2 separate regions of the Oryctolagus cuniculus genome follow, and region 1 is linked to region 2. A link is a contact called in public Micro-C data. All regions are on one chromosome and are shown on one strand. Each heading gives the region's core, a stretch centred on a gene start, on an enhancer-like site or on the middle of the called end of the contact. The rest is flanking DNA. Distances are from core to core; before and after follow the strand shown. Region 1 holds the start of LASP1 (LIM and SH3 protein 1). Region 2 holds the start of PLXDC1 (plexin domain containing 1).

Region 1 (2,700 bases), core at 161-2,660, 170 kb after region 2:
AGCGACACCCCCAAGGGGGGAGGGGAGCTGGGACACCAAGTATCCCAGGAACTATCATTTCCCAAGCAAAGCCTGGCTCTCAGTGGGCAACAAACTTGCCTGGGGGCCTCTGCACACACACACACACACACACACACACACCTTCCATCCGAAGGCCCCACCCCTGCCAGCTAGACCAAGAGGATAAAATGTCTGGACCCGAGGCCGGCTTTGGGTAGTGGGTGCAAGGCAGGAGGAGGAGGGGGAGACGAGCCCAGAGGCCTCCCCTCCAGACTGGGGAGGGGATGCAGACCACGTCTGCCTCAGGGAGGTTACCAGAGCACCGGATCTCACCCCCAAACTGTGCTGGAAACACCCAGTTCTGCTCTATGCCGCCCTCCAAGTATAATGGCAACCAGATGAACGGTCCAGCACGGGCGGGTGGGCGTGTAAGGGTCCCTAGGGGACAGTGAATTCTAAAAGGCCACCCTCCCCTCCCCCAAACACCTCTCCCTTTCCTCGGCTTCCCCAGAACTCAGCCAACCCCACCCTCCGATGGAGAAATCCGCTTTGAAAAGTTCGCTCTTTGTTCTGCAAGCCGGTCTCCAGGCCCAGCACAATTTCGGATCTCTGCGAAGCAACCCCCCACCCCACCCCCGCCCACCCGGCCCGGGCCCCGGCCCCAGACGCCGCCCGGCTCCGGCTGGGCCGCCTAGCCCGGGGAGTTGCCTTTGAATTTGAGGTGGGGGTTGGGAAGCCGGGGAGGACGTCTGCTGGTCCCCGAACCGCTGAACCACTAAGGGGGTGCAGTGGGGGGGGTTGAAGGGGGGGGCTGCAGTGCGGCTCGGTCCTTACGTGGAGCCTCCTCCACCAGACGCCTGCCGTTGGCCCCCGCCCCCACCCCCAGGCTCCCGGCCAGGAAGCCCCGCAGGCGGCGGCGGCCGGAGCGAGCAGCGGGCTCCGCGGGGCCCCCGGGCTCTGCCCCGCCCCCTCCCCCGCGCCCGCGCTTCCGCCTACTTGGCGCTCGGCTCGGCGGGGAGAGGGAGCGGCCGTCTCCTCGCACTCCTTTGGCCCTAGGGGGCGGGGCTGCACCCCGCATCTTGCCCCCAACGCGCACCCCAGGGCCTGGTGTCCCCGCTTCTCAGCGTCCGCCCGAGCCCGGCACGCAGAGCCCACCCTTTGCCAGTAGCCCGCCACGCGTGGATCCCCTGGTTTGCAGAGTGGGGTCGTCCGCACACCCGAGGACACTGCCTGCCCTCGCTGCCCTGCCCTGAGACCGCGGGGATGAGGCGGCGAAGACCCGGCCCCTCTCTGCGCCCCCGACCCCGCAGCCCAGCTCGCGGACCCGGGCTCACCTTATCCAGACAGTTCACCTTCTCCGTAGGGTACACGATCTTGCCGCACCGGGCGCAGTTGGGGTTCATGGCTCCGACACAGGCGGGGCGGGGACGCCCAGACTCGCGCGCGTCCTCTTTCCCCCGGCGAGCAGGCAGGAGGCGGCCGCGGCTGCCACTGCACGGGCGCGGCGGCGGCGGCGGCTGGAGCCGGGGAACTGGCCTCCGCCTCCGCCCTCCTTCCCCTAATAAACACAGCGGGGAGGAGGGGCCGCGCCGGGGCGGGGACGCGCCGCGGGCGCGGGCAGGGGCGCGCGCGGCCAGGCGCGCTCCGCGGGCGACGTGGGGCAACGTGGGGCCGCGCGGGGGTGGTTCCGGGTAGGGCTGGGGGGCCGGGGGTGCCCGCGCCCCGCGGTGTCCCCGCGGACCTTGTCTCTCACCGGGAGCCCTTCGAGCGCAGAGGGTGGCGCCGGGCCGGGCAGGGGGCTCCTCCCGAGGAACCGGGCTGCGGGAGGCGGGCAAACCCCTCGCACCCGTCGAGGGTGGGGTTGGAGCCCTTCTGGACGCCCGAGCAGATCTGCCTGTTTCAGGCACTTTTTCTCCCGGTCCGTGCCAGGCGCAAAGCTGGGGGCCGAACGGGAGCCCCCAGCCCGCCCTCCAGGGGGCACCCTTCCCGCCCACATCCTCCCCCACGTTTGCCGGGTGGACCCGGCCCACCTCCGGACTCAGCGCCTCGGAGCCGGGCAGGTCTTCCTTCCCCAGGGTTCCAGGGATACAGGCAGCTTCTGCCTTCATTCCCTACTCGGCCAAGTATAACAGCTACAGAGGTCTCCCAGCACCCAAAAGAGCCGCCTCCAGGGTTAGGGTCGGCGCGGGGGTATAGCTCAGTGGTAGAGCATTTGACTGCAGATCAAGAGGTCCCTGGTTCAAATCCGGGTGCCCCCTCGGCGGCTTTTCCATCCCCAGCTAGGGTTTGGTCCATTTTTCATTCTTGACACATTATTACCGTGTTGGATCCTGTGTTAAAAGGAAGCAAAACGGAGAAAAGGCCCCTTCCTCCTTTCCAACCCACGCTTGGAGCTTTCGGTTTTGCTTTGTGTGCAGGGCAGGGGGAGAGGTGGGTGCTCGCACAACCACGTACAAAAGCTGCGGCGTCCCCACTGCTGGCGCCCGCGGTGTCGCGGTCTCTGCGGCCGCCAGCCTCCGACGTGCCAGCCAGTTCGAGGTGCCGGATCTGGGGACAGGATGATGGCTGCGAGCCGGCGTCGGCCTCCGATGGGGGTGGCGGATCCAGAGAAGGAAACCCGCAGACACAAACCTCCAACTTCAACTTTCTATATTGCCAGGGACGCGGGCGCGCTCTCGCTCCTGACACCGGCGGAGTGAA
Region 2 (2,700 bases), core at 199-2,698:
TTTTTTAACAAACGCACCCGCACGTCATTTACTTCTAGCGTTTCCAAGTAGCTGCTGCTCCAGCCTGAGCCCTGATTAAGAGACCCTGTGAGACAACCCGCGCGGCACTGGCGTGGAGTTCCAGCCTGCGACCTCTTTTACCTTGACCTTCGGGAAGGAGGACGCCAAGACTTGGTAGGGGAGACAGCACAGCGGGTGCGGGCCGGGACAAGCGAGGGAAACGGCCGAACGCGGGCGCTGCAGCTTCGCCACGCGGCCGCTGGAGGGCAGCAGGAGGCCGCCGCCGCCGTCAGCAGCCCGTTCCCGGCTCCGCCGGGCTGGGGCAGAAGCCGGACTTGGGGAACTTCGCGGGCAGGCCTCGCCTGGTCCTGCGGGCGGGGCGAGGGTGGAGGCTTGAGCGCTGGAGGAGGCGGGCCCTGGGGCTCCGCGAGGTCGGGGCGCCCCCCGTTCTTAGTCCCCTTTTTGACCGCTGCGCCCGGGAACCGGCCTCTTCCAGCCCCCGCGGCGCCCACCCCGTGCCCACCCCGGTGCCTCCTTCTGGTTGCTCTCCCGGGGCGACTTTCCTAACCCGAGACCCCAGTCCCGCGGAAGCCAGGGCGCCCGGCGCCCCTCTGCCAGCGCCCAGCGCCCTGCGCCCCAGCTCCTCACCTTCGCCGAAGTAGGCCAGGGCGGGGAAGAGGCGCCTTCGCGTCCTGACCTGATTCCCTGCTGTCTATTAAATCGCTTACATTTTGGGTATTTTTATTCTGTCCTGGAAGTTTCGGAAAAAGAGATGCTGTCTCCCCAGAGCTTGTTATAGGCGGTGGCAGGTGGGGCGAGGACGTCCTCGCTCCGGGGTGGCCTGGGGTCCCCAGGGGGGAGGGTGCTTCGACTACTTTGCGGGGGCTCCGGGTCACTTCAGAGTCGGGGAGACCCGGGCCCCTGCCTAGGCGAGCGCCGCAGAGATAGAGGAAGGCGAGTTAGACGGACACGCAGGGGCACGAAGTGGGGGGCAGCCGCGGGAGGGGGCGGGCCTCTGCTGGGAAGAGGCGCTGGGGTCCTGGGGTGCAAGGGGAGATTCCTGCTGCGCAGGGGGAGCGAAACGGCAGAACTGCGAGGGACGGCCCAGAAAGTCGCGTGGCGTGGACGAGCGGGGACGGCGGGAGCCCACGGCCCAGGCAAGGGGCGCCGGTGCCTTCCCGCGGCCGGGGTCCCCGGCTCCCCCCCACCACCTCCGGAAGGTGCGGGGGGAAGGGAATGAGGCCAGGGCTAAGTGCGGGGCAGGGGCGGCTGATGCTGTTGAGGGGGTCTTCAGCCCACGCCTGTCCTGTCTCCTACTCCGCCTCCTGCCCCGCGTAAGGAGCGCCTCCGGCTCGCGGGTGTGGGGGGGAGCTCCCGCAGCGCCGCGCCCCCTGCCCCGCCCCGCCCCCGCCCCCGCCCCCCAGCCCTTCCCGGCGGCCGCCGCCGCCGCACCTCGCCCGCTCGCCGCGCGCTTCACGCTCGCCGCCGCCGCCCGCTCGTCGGGCCCCGCGCTCCGCCGCCCATCGCCTCGCTCCCCTCCGCCCTCCCGTCCCGGGGGCCGCACCGCGCGAGCCAGGGCCGGGGCAGCGAGCGGGCCGGGGGCGGGTCCTGGCACCCACCATGCGGGGCGACCTCTGGCTCCTTGTGCTGGTGCTCAGGGGGGCTGCCCGGGCGCTGAGCCCCCAGCCCGGAGCAGGTAGGACCGGCTGAAGTTGGCCGAGGTGGGCCAGGGGGCGGGAAGGGGCAGGCCGGCAGGTATGGGCTTGAGCGTAAGGGAGCAGGCTGGCCGGTGGGAGGCCAGGGCGCTGCGGGTGCGTGGGCAGGGACCCCGCGCTGCCCTTGAAGGTGGCGGCTTTAGACTCTTTCTGCCTCTTCCCTGCTTCCTCCCCCCCCCCCTCCCCGCGGAGGACCCGGGCCGCTTCTGAGTCAGATTTGGGGGCTGAGTGGGAGCAGCCAGGGGGGTGGTGCAGACCCCGCGTGTCTCCCTGGCAAGGGCAGTAGGGTCCGCCTCGCCGTGGAGAGGCTGTGGGCCCAGGAGGCAGCGACTTGCCCCTCCTCCCGCCGCCGCCGCTGGGACCCGCCGTCCATCCGTCCCTTCTGCTCTGCCCTGGGGGCCTTTGGTCTTGAGCCCCTGAGCCTGGAGATGCGGATTCGGCGTACCCCCTGCCCTTCCGGCAGCTCTCCAAAACCAGCCTTCCAGCTGGGAGCCTTCTCTGGGACCGGCCCCGAATCCCTCGTGTTGTAGAAGGAGGACCCTTTTTAACACCAAGTTCTCTGCAGCCAGACTTTCTCTGGAGTCAGGGAGAGGGGCACTTAGCAGCCAGGCCCTTGGCAGAGAGAACTGGAGAGACAGAAACCCGGGCCGGCTGCCCCGGGCGCTCCTCCAATGGTCGAAGGAGGCAGTGGTTAGGGGCTGCTGTGTCTCCAGGGTGTGCGGGCGTCGGGCTCAGGGTAGGTGAGACAGGCCGGGCTTCCTGTTGAGAAGTGTGTGGGGGGTGGGAGGGGAAGGGGCTGATGGTGGAGGTGAGGGCGGAGAGCAGTGGAAGCTGCTGATGCAGCCTTGGCTTCTGGTCCTACCGTCTCAGCTGCTGTGTGACCTCGGGCAAGTTACTTTCCCTCTCTGGGCTTATTTCTGCATTTCTAAAGTGAGACTGTTAGTAACATTTGAGATTTTTGGTCATGAAATTATGAGAGTTTTTT

Evidence for each region. A called contact is a pair of places that touch in the nucleus more often than the background predicts.
Region 1: a Micro-C map of ear pinna shows a contact between it and region 2, with 4 times the contacts expected there. The contact joins the promoter of LASP1 here to the promoter of PLXDC1 in region 2. A contact is called at or near these places in 2 of 6 Hi-C or Micro-C datasets (ear pinna and psoas muscle).

What each region holds. Positions count from the first base shown.
Region 1 is chr17:23,320,549-23,323,248 of mOryCun1.1, forward strand. LASP1 (LIM and SH3 protein 1) reads right to left here and starts at 1,411. Exons shown (of 8, transcript NM_001082778.1): 1 at 1,335-1,411. The coding sequence starts at 1,403. TRNAC-GCA (transfer RNA cysteine (anticodon GCA)) reads left to right here and starts at 2,187; the gene lies at 2,187-2,258.
Region 2 is chr17:23,147,220-23,149,919 of mOryCun1.1, forward strand. PLXDC1 (plexin domain containing 1) reads left to right here and starts at 1,449. Exons shown (of 14, transcript XM_070060762.1): 1 at 1,449-1,696. The coding sequence starts at 1,621.